Regions from separate parts of the Mus musculus genome. Here region 1 is linked to region 2. A link is a contact called in public Hi-C data. All regions are on one chromosome and are shown on one strand. The core of a region is the stretch at or near the end of the contact, and the rest is flanking DNA. Distances in the headings are between cores, read along the strand shown. Region 1 overlaps Rnf150 (ring finger protein 150). Region 2 has its middle 8.3 kb from the start of Gm31545.

Region 1 (4,214 bases), core at 247-2,746, 240 kb before region 2:
GTAAATATTGATGTTTTGATACCCACAGGGCCACCTTGGGAACTCGAGGAGAGGTGACAGAGTTAGGGGATCTAGATGGCACAACACAAAATCTGTTTCCATTTTATTAAAAAACAAAACAAAACAAAACAAAACTTTCCTGAAAGTCACAATCCTGTGTTGAAATCTTTATAGTTTGCTATATCTTTTGACCCATAGGTCAGAACACAGTTGCATTTATTTACATTAGAATCTTTAATATAATGAAAATAGTCACGTCTGATTGAATGTCTCCAGCTCTCATCCTTAACCATTTCATCACGCGCCCAGGACCACATAAACTGTGGATGTTCTCCAAGCACACCAAGAAGACAACAAAGCAAAATAAAGTCTGTATTTCCTAACAGAAGATGGGTTCCTTTAAAGTCATAGGGTTTTTTTTTTCCTTCCAATTTCCTTTGTATTTAAAGAGATATAAAGTGCTTTAAAAGAGTCGGGTAGGCATCTGGGGCTGGGAGGAAGGAAAGAGACCTATACAGAAGCAAACCAACAAACGGCAAACAGAACATAGCTATGCTGCCCTGCTGAGGCTTGTAAATACTCAGGGGACTCCGAGGGGAAGTGATGTCTTCACAGCGTGGCTGTAGAACGCACTACCACCATATTTCAGCACAAGAAAAGTGAACCAAACTTCAAGTCCAAAATTCCCTCAGACAAAAACCAGCCAGAGCCAGTTCTTGTGATTGGTGGGTCAGCAGGCAGTGAGGTCAGGGTTGCCTTCACTGTCCTATCTCAGATTACAGGTGAGATGGGCCTATCTTTCACTCCACCCTCAGACCAGCCAAAATGACATCATAGGCAAGCTCAAGGGAATACTGACTGTGGCATCACCCTTTGACAACAGAAGCTAATAATTCCCACTAGGGTGGAGAAAGAAAGGCCTGGGTTTTCTCTTTGCTCATGGGGTTGGTGATGCTGGAGGCCGACTTATAACATCATGTCTGATTATTCCAGACTTACAGATCCATTATCTTTGTAGTTTTTTTTTTAATCACAGATAATGTGTCACACAAAGAGAGTTTTAAAAAAATGCTGCTCTACTTCCTGCTTTTAAACAGACACTTGCTGGTTATGGTCTGCAGGTTACAGAAGTGCATGCCACGGAAGGCGACACATGCATTCCGGATATTCTGCAAATGAGAAAATTCTTCCTTCCACCTAAGGAGAGTTTTAAAGAACCCCCACCCTGGAATGGATGGAATGTAACTTCACAAATACAAAATTTATCTCAAGTTTTCTAAACATAACGGACATCCCACTATAAAAATAACACTCCCTCCCCACCCTCTTCCACCTCTAAATTTCTTCCTAATTATAAAATGGTACAATCATTTCCTATTAGTAAGCTGAAGGCAGGAACTAAACTGATTCTGCACACATACAAAACGCTTTATTTCACACCATTTACATTCACACGGAAGAAGAAGTCCTCTTATTGATCTTCCTTCTCGATTTCGTGGGAGGAAGCGGAGCTGAGCCAAAGCCACACAGAGCAATGCTGACAACACACATCCCAGACAGCAACAGAACACAGCAACGTTTTAAAACAGGCCTGCTTTGAGGTCTCCTACAGCTCTCTAGAGTTCAAGACATTCTCTCTTCATTTGATAACTGCTGGCCAAATTCTCCACTATTGAAGGAATGGTACCGATGAAAATGCAAGACACATTTGTTGACTTGGAAACCCACTGCAAATTAATTTGCTGAAAGTATCAGACCAGCAGAGGGCGCTCTGACCCTTGCAATAAAATTCTACAGACAGGTTCGGAAGACAGCAACACAAATTTGGATTGCTAAGCCCATGCACTGGCCTTCAACTGCTCTGTCCCTAATAGGCGACAATTTGGTATTTACTTCAAAGAGCAGGATACACTACAATGGGCTAGCTCTTACATGAAGAAATCTTTGGCTATTTAAAATCTTCACATTCTCAAAGAAAACTATTCTGAGTTCAATATGAGTGCTAGATTTGTCTGAAGTTTTGAAGTAAAGAGGGTTAAACACGAAAGTTTAAAGATGGCATGTGTGTCACTAAGGCCACAGTCCATTGTTTTAGATTTGTGGATTTATCGAGGCCAACCAGCAGCCTGAAAAAATTGAAATGCCCAAGGGATCCACCTTGACTTTTGTTTGTGAGAACATCAGGAGACAATTCAGCTAGTTCACAGAAGAACATGTGTCCATTTGGATGTTGATCAGTCTTTGGTTTATTTAGCACACACGGTCCTCACATTTTCTCCAAGGTCACTGCTGGCCAAAGAACCGCACACCAGAGAATTTCTACCCAGCAATGACTTTGGGTCACTCAACTGTCTCTCCTTTCTCTGTAGATTTTCCTGTCTGCCTCTTTAGAGGTCTTACAAGAAGCACACTCCCACATCCTCCTCCTTCCCCCCTCCTCCTCTTCCTCTTCTTCCTCCTCCTCCTCTTCCTCTTCTTCCTCTTCCCCCTCATCAATGAACACATATCAAGTGGCTAAAGAGCAAACAGCTCTGCAGTGAGGGTGAGCATCTGTAATGCCACCAGTTTAGAGGATCTGGGCACTGAGGTTCAAGAAAAAGCCATTTGATTATGAAGGACATAGGACAGGGAGAGAGTGAGTGAGTGAGACAGGCTCTTACAGAACAAGGAACTGATTAAATTAATTAAAGTCCACATCTGGGATCTACATTCACTTCATTAGTTATGGGATGATAACACCATGCCACCACGAAGCTCACAGTGGAATAAAATAGTTCCCTATCTACAAGATTTTAACTAGCACTGTCTGACCCTCCTGAGAAAGGCCTGCTGTTGGGAGCCAAGTATCCCAATCTTCTTCACAATCAAGACGTTTTAACTCATGACTATTGACTCCCTTCAACACCTGCTCTCCCTGGGACTCATTGGTAAGTTCCGAGCCCAGGGGAGGGGCAGTTTTCCACATAGACTTTCTCCTTAGCTCACCCTGCTTTGATCTGGGATCTTGCCTGCTGTGGATGTCCTTCAGGGTACTGGTCGTTTCCCTTGTGAAATTCAGCCATCACCCCTGCTCCTCCGTCCTCTCCCAAAATGGACAGAAATACTGCTCAGGAAATCAGGCAGCCCAGTCTTTGAAGGGCAGTGCCTCTGCTCCTCTTTGCCGTACGTTCTTTCCAAGAAGCATGGCTTGCTAAATGTTAAGGACCCTGGGAAGATGGCAGAAACAGGTCACGCAAATCCTGCTCTTGTGCGAATGTGGCCTATTAGGAGGGGACCAAGGAACAGGGTTTAAGGAAATGGGGTGTAAGATAGGGAAAGTGTGTGTGTGTGTGTGTGTGTGTGTGTGTGTGTGTGTGTGTGTGTGTGTGCAAGGAAGGGAAGGGAAATTAAGAATGCTATGGGGGCTGGTGAAATGGCTCAGTGGTTAAGAGCACTGACTGCTCTTCTAGAGGTCCTGAGTTCAATTCCTAGTAACTACCTGGGGACTCACAACCATCTGTATCTGGGATCTGATGCCCTCTTCTGGCTTGCAGGTGTACATGCAGATAGAGCAACTCATACATTTAATTTTTTTTTTTTTCTTCTACAGGACATCATCTCCCTGGCCTCAGTACCTCAGCACTGCAGAGACTGGACCTTCTCTTTGTAGATTGCATGATGATCTTTCCTAAAATTTTTGAAAGTTTTTATTTGGTAATTTTCATGGTGTTCAGCCAAGGATATGCATTCAGTGGACAACTAAATGCCATTAAATGCTTATGCAATCTACTTCAGCACCAACTAAGCTTACACCAAGAATCTTAGGCAGACTGATGTTCTCTTTTGGTTCTGGAAGTGTTGTAGTCCCAGGAATGTCTGGGCTGTAAAGAAAATGGCCACTGGGCACAGCCATTCTTAACAGGCTAGACCCTTGAATACCCACAGATGAAAATGTTAAAGCAACAACAACAACAACAACAACAACAACAACAACAACAACAAATCTCTGGAGAGAGACTTGCTTCCATGGCCAGGATGTCACACACAATGTTGAAATAGCTAGGTGCCTCTGGTACTCCTCCCCACCTCTGCCCCTGCCTCCACCCAGTATTTGTCTCTGTAGCTGTCCCAGAACTTGCTTCATAGACCGGGCTGACCTCAAACTCACTGAGATCCACCTGCCTGAGTGCTGGGTTCAAAGGTGTGAGCCACCACTGCCTGATTGCCTCTGATAC
Region 2 (4,316 bases), core at 162-2,661:
CCTTATGCTTTAAACCTATATAACATTTTTGATAAGACAAATGTACATTAGCCTATGCAAACAGCTAAAGAGGGCCATTCTGAGGAGCCCAAAGGCTGTTTATCCCCAGGAAACATTTACCTCTTAGTTGTATGCCTGGTTTACACCATGCACAATTATGTTCTTTTCCTGACTCAGGCTGGGAAAGGTTTTAAAGTCTTTCTGTGTGTCTGTGTGTGTTGGGTGAAGGGGGGTATGCAGTCATTGCAGAAGTTTAGCACTTTATGGAGATATTGGTGGAGAGATATTACTATAGTATTATGAGCTGAGTTGTAACCCCTCCACCCACCATTATATACTGAAGTCCTCACTGGTATCTCAGAATGTGAGTATAGCAGATTGCATCATTAAGAGGTAGTTAAAATTAAAATGAGGGCGTCAGGTATGCCCTTAAGTATGAACAACATCTCCATTATAAAAGAAGCTTGGACATAGTCATGTGAAGACCCTGAGCAGCTGCGATTCACAAGCTCAGATGAGCAGCCTCAGAAGGAATGAAGCCAGCACACATCTAGATTGTGCACTTGTGAGAAAGCAAAGCCCTGTTGTTTAAGGCAGACAAGATGGCTGTACTTGACATAGCCCTTGTAGGCTAAAATCAAGCAATAATAGCTAACGAGGAAGAGGGCAGTGGGGGCAGGTGGCTCTAGAATAGTTCAGGGGAAGGAAGGCTCTTCAGCATCTATTTCTCCACTTGTGAGATGCCATAGAGACAATGTGTTATTTGCCTTTTAATCCTAATTTGTACATGGTAAATGATCAGGCACAGTTAATTAATGCAGTGGTGATTAATGGGGAAGGTGTGCTCCAGGTTCAAACTGACTGTGTGATGTGTGGGGGAAAGAGGAGAGTCTGTTGTTAGGGAGACACAAACATCAGACCTTGGCTTTAGTTTCTCTGTGCCTCGATTTCTCTTGCGGGACAGATCATCATTGTACCTGCCATGTTGTTTGCTATGAGTCTGAAAGGTTCTAGCTCTACCCCACACTGTGGGCCTGTGAGTCATTTCAACAATGTGGAAGGCATATGTGAACCCTTTCACATCTCTGCTTAACAGCTGACAAAAAGATGAAAGACTGTGTCTGGCTGATAATGCTATTGGTTCTTTGGCCAAATTCCAACTTACGTTATTGTCACATAAGTGGCCAGACACTCCTACTCTGGGCAGAAGATGTGGCTTTTATAAATCTGAAAAGGAACTCCCAAGAAGTCTGAAATAAAAACAGAGATCATTCTGTTCTGTACCTTGCCTGTGTAGCATCGTATTATGTATTAGCACAGATGTTAAGATAAACAATTCCCATTGTTTACTGACTAATGACAGCATTCAGGCTAATGTGGCTGAGAAGAGTCAGGGAACTTGGTTCACATAGAGATGGGGAGCACAAATGCCCAGCTGCTGTCCTGGTCTGTATTTGGAGACAGAGCAGGCCCTCCTATACCATGTCTAAAAATTGAGCAAGTTTGCTTAAAATTCAGGCCACAGACTGGAACTCAAAGGGGTCACAAACCAACAGCTGGATTTCACATAGTTTGTCATGACCAGGTGAGTTTTCAGTAAGTTATAAAGGGTGGAAGCATGGACAGAAGCAAAGGTGATCAAAAGAGTGCAGCCAGCATTCGTCAACACTGTAAGCTCCAAATGATCATTTAATTCAGCCAGTAAAGATTAAGGGCAGGCTGAGAGTGTGGGCCTGCCACTAAGGTAATTGCTGAGTCATATCAGCCTTCACCAGACTCAGACATTTAACCAAAGACTTCCCTTTTGTAAGATCTATCTGCTCTCTAAGTTCCTGCTAGTCTAGAACAGCGTGCATTATATTTAAATTTTTCTGTAGACAACTAAAAGAAAGATTGGGAAAATGTAAATCAAAACAACCTTAAGATTCCATCTTACACCCATCAGAGTGGCTAAGATAAAAAAAAAACAAAAAAAACCAAAAAACTCATGTAAGTGACAGCACATGTTGGCAAGGATGTGGAGCAAGGGGAACACTCCACCATTGCTAGTGGCTGACAAAACTTGTACTAACACTTTAGAAATCAATTTGGCATTTTCTCAGAAAACTGGGAATAGTTCTACCTCAAGACCCAGCTATACCACTCCTGGACATATAAGCCAAAAGGTGACTCAACATCCCACAAAGATACTTATTCAACTATGTTCACAGCAGCTTTATTCATAATAGTCAGAAATTGAAAACAACCTAGATGTCCCTCCACTGGAGAATGGATAAAGTAAATGTGGTACATTTACACAATGAAATACAATTCAGCTATTAAAAACCAAAACATTGTGAATTTTTCAGAAAAAGGGATTGAACTTGAGAATATCATCCTAAGTGAGGTAACCCAGTCCCAAAAAGACCTGTATGGTATGTACTCGCTTAGAAGTGGTTATTAGCCATAAAATACAGGTACCATGTACATTCCACAGACCCAAAGAAGCTAAACAAGAAGAAAGACTCAACTCAAAAGTCCAAGCATTCCCAAGCATGGAAGTCTCAGACTGTGGCAGCACCTTGTGTTGATGGTAAAGATACAGCAGCAACTGGCAAGATTCTGGGTAAGACTATATTCAAAAGCAATGGACTTAGCCTCTCAGACAGGAAGAAGTGCAGGGTAGGCAGTCCTAAGGTTGGCTGAGTCCACAATGCTACTGTTGAGGAGTCAATGCTTAGGTCCTTCTCTTGTCTGCCCACATCCTGATACCAACAGACCTGGGATGCTCTCAACCTTGATCTGTGAAACCAATCACTGGAGAGATGCAGAACTGACTGAAATGCCAAGAACAAGAGGCTGAGTGCTCAGCTCTAACTGGGGCATCTGCATTGCCTGTCCCTGCCATGAGCACCATCACCAAGGCTCAGGGAACATTGCAGAAGAGGAGGAGAGGATGGAAGAGCCAGAGGATGGGAGAGTGCTGAGAGATGCTGCCTTCTGGACAGGATGTGGCTGTCGTAGTCATGAAATCCCAGCAGCTGTTGTTACCAGTGCAAGACCTACTGAAGGCAAAAGCAACCAGAGGAGAGTTACAGCATAGAATTCAGATTAGTCAATGGCACCACTTGCTATGGAGCTATGACAATGGCTGGAGAAGGGAGGATCATTCTTTATTGAGTATGTGACCCCTGGTAGAATCCCTATGCTCCAGTGGATGGCTCCATGCCTATGTGTGAATAAGTAGCATTAACTGAACTCTTTGGTTATAACCAAACAAAAAAGACATGAAGTTGAAAACAGGTATGTTTGGAAGTATGGAGATAATGGAGTGGGTAGATAGAATGTTTTATTGTATCATGTACAAAATTCTCAAAAATAAAAAAAATAATTCAAGTGCTTTCTGCTTTTCTCTCTGTCCCCTTAGGCATGTTGTCAGAGCATCCTCTTGTGGTTATAGACAGCAATGAAGCAACAACACATTGAAAAAAAGAGAGCACATAATGCCACTGTCAGGAATACCAAGAGCAGAATTAGTCTGGGGGGGGGGAGGAGACCCCTAATAGCTTATCCAATACAAATACAAAGTTGCTAGTCATGGAATCATGGAATCATATGTAGACAAGTATATGTCCAACGTTATATGGGCTGAGCAAAGTGTGTTTATACATTTGGAAATATGTGTGTGTGTGAGAGAGAGGGGGGATAGGGAGAGGGAGAGGTGAGAGAGTGTCAGAGAGAGAGAGAGAGAGAGAGAGAGAGAGAGAGAGAGAGAGAGAGAGAGAGAGAGAGAGAGAGTAATGACAAAGAAATAGAGGCTGTGGATTTGAAAAAGAGCAAATGTTGGAGGGAGGAAAGAAGCAGGGGAAATATTTAATTTTAACTTCAAAATTAAATAGATAGATAGATAGGTAGATAGATAGGTAGGTAGATAGATAGTAGCAATAAAAGGGATTCCTAGGATGGCCATTTAAACCACTGCTCTTGAGAAAACTTCTGATCCCACCAGCTCAGGTTTGAGCTTTTAACTGCAGTCAAATTTGGTTGCTGAGGAAGAAGGAGAAATATGGGTGACCAGGTGACTAGAGAGCCAGATTAATGGGGAACCAGCAAGCAGTGGTAGCCCACAAGGTTTGGCTTCAACAGAATCAGGAAGACATTGATTTTGCTTCCCAGTGCCCTTGGCCTCCACTTGTTTAGTTTTGAGGAAGTGCCCTATCCTGTAGGGCTGTAAAAGGCAGCCTATTTAGGTTGAATGAGGCTTGCTCCAGCGACCCAGTAGGAAACTCTACAAGGGACAGAACAGTGACCCACATTTCCAGAGACAGATGCCTGAC

What was found. Hi-C and Micro-C count contacts between places; a contact is called where the count stands out from the background.
Region 1: a contact with region 2 is called in a Hi-C map of the Ba/F3 cell line, with 10 times the contacts expected there. The contact joins two enhancer-like sites. A contact is called at or near these places in 9 of 39 promoter capture datasets (embryonic stem cells, epiblast stem cells, frontonasal cranial neural crest and 5 more), 40 of 484 Hi-C or Micro-C datasets (3T3-L1-derived adipocytes, the 63-12 cell line, B cells and 25 more), 4 of 115 datasets of contacts at active chromatin or transcription factors (the 230-238 cell line, the HPC-7 cell line, microglia and 1 more) and 1 of 9 other capture datasets (embryonic tail).

The regions. Positions count from the first base shown.
Region 1 is chr8:83,087,128-83,091,341 of GRCm38.p6, reverse strand. Rnf150 (ring finger protein 150) reads right to left here. Exons shown (of 7, transcript NM_177378.4): 7 at 71-4,214. Among named protein-coding and RNA genes, the nearest start is that of Tbc1d9, 76 kb to the left of the region's middle. Within about 2 kb of position 1,496, at least 24 of the 459 cell types and tissues checked have an H3K27ac peak or open chromatin away from gene starts, as enhancers often do. A contact at or near this core is called in the Ba/F3 cell line, the HPC-7 cell line and bone marrow-derived macrophages, where this site is marked.
Region 2 is chr8:82,843,721-82,848,036 of GRCm38.p6, reverse strand. No RefSeq gene overlaps it. Among named protein-coding and RNA genes, the nearest start is that of Gm31545, 8.3 kb to the right of the region's middle. Within about 2 kb of position 1,411, at least 31 of the 459 cell types and tissues checked have an H3K27ac peak or open chromatin away from gene starts, as enhancers often do. A contact at or near this core is called in the Ba/F3 cell line, the HPC-7 cell line and bone marrow-derived macrophages, where this site is marked.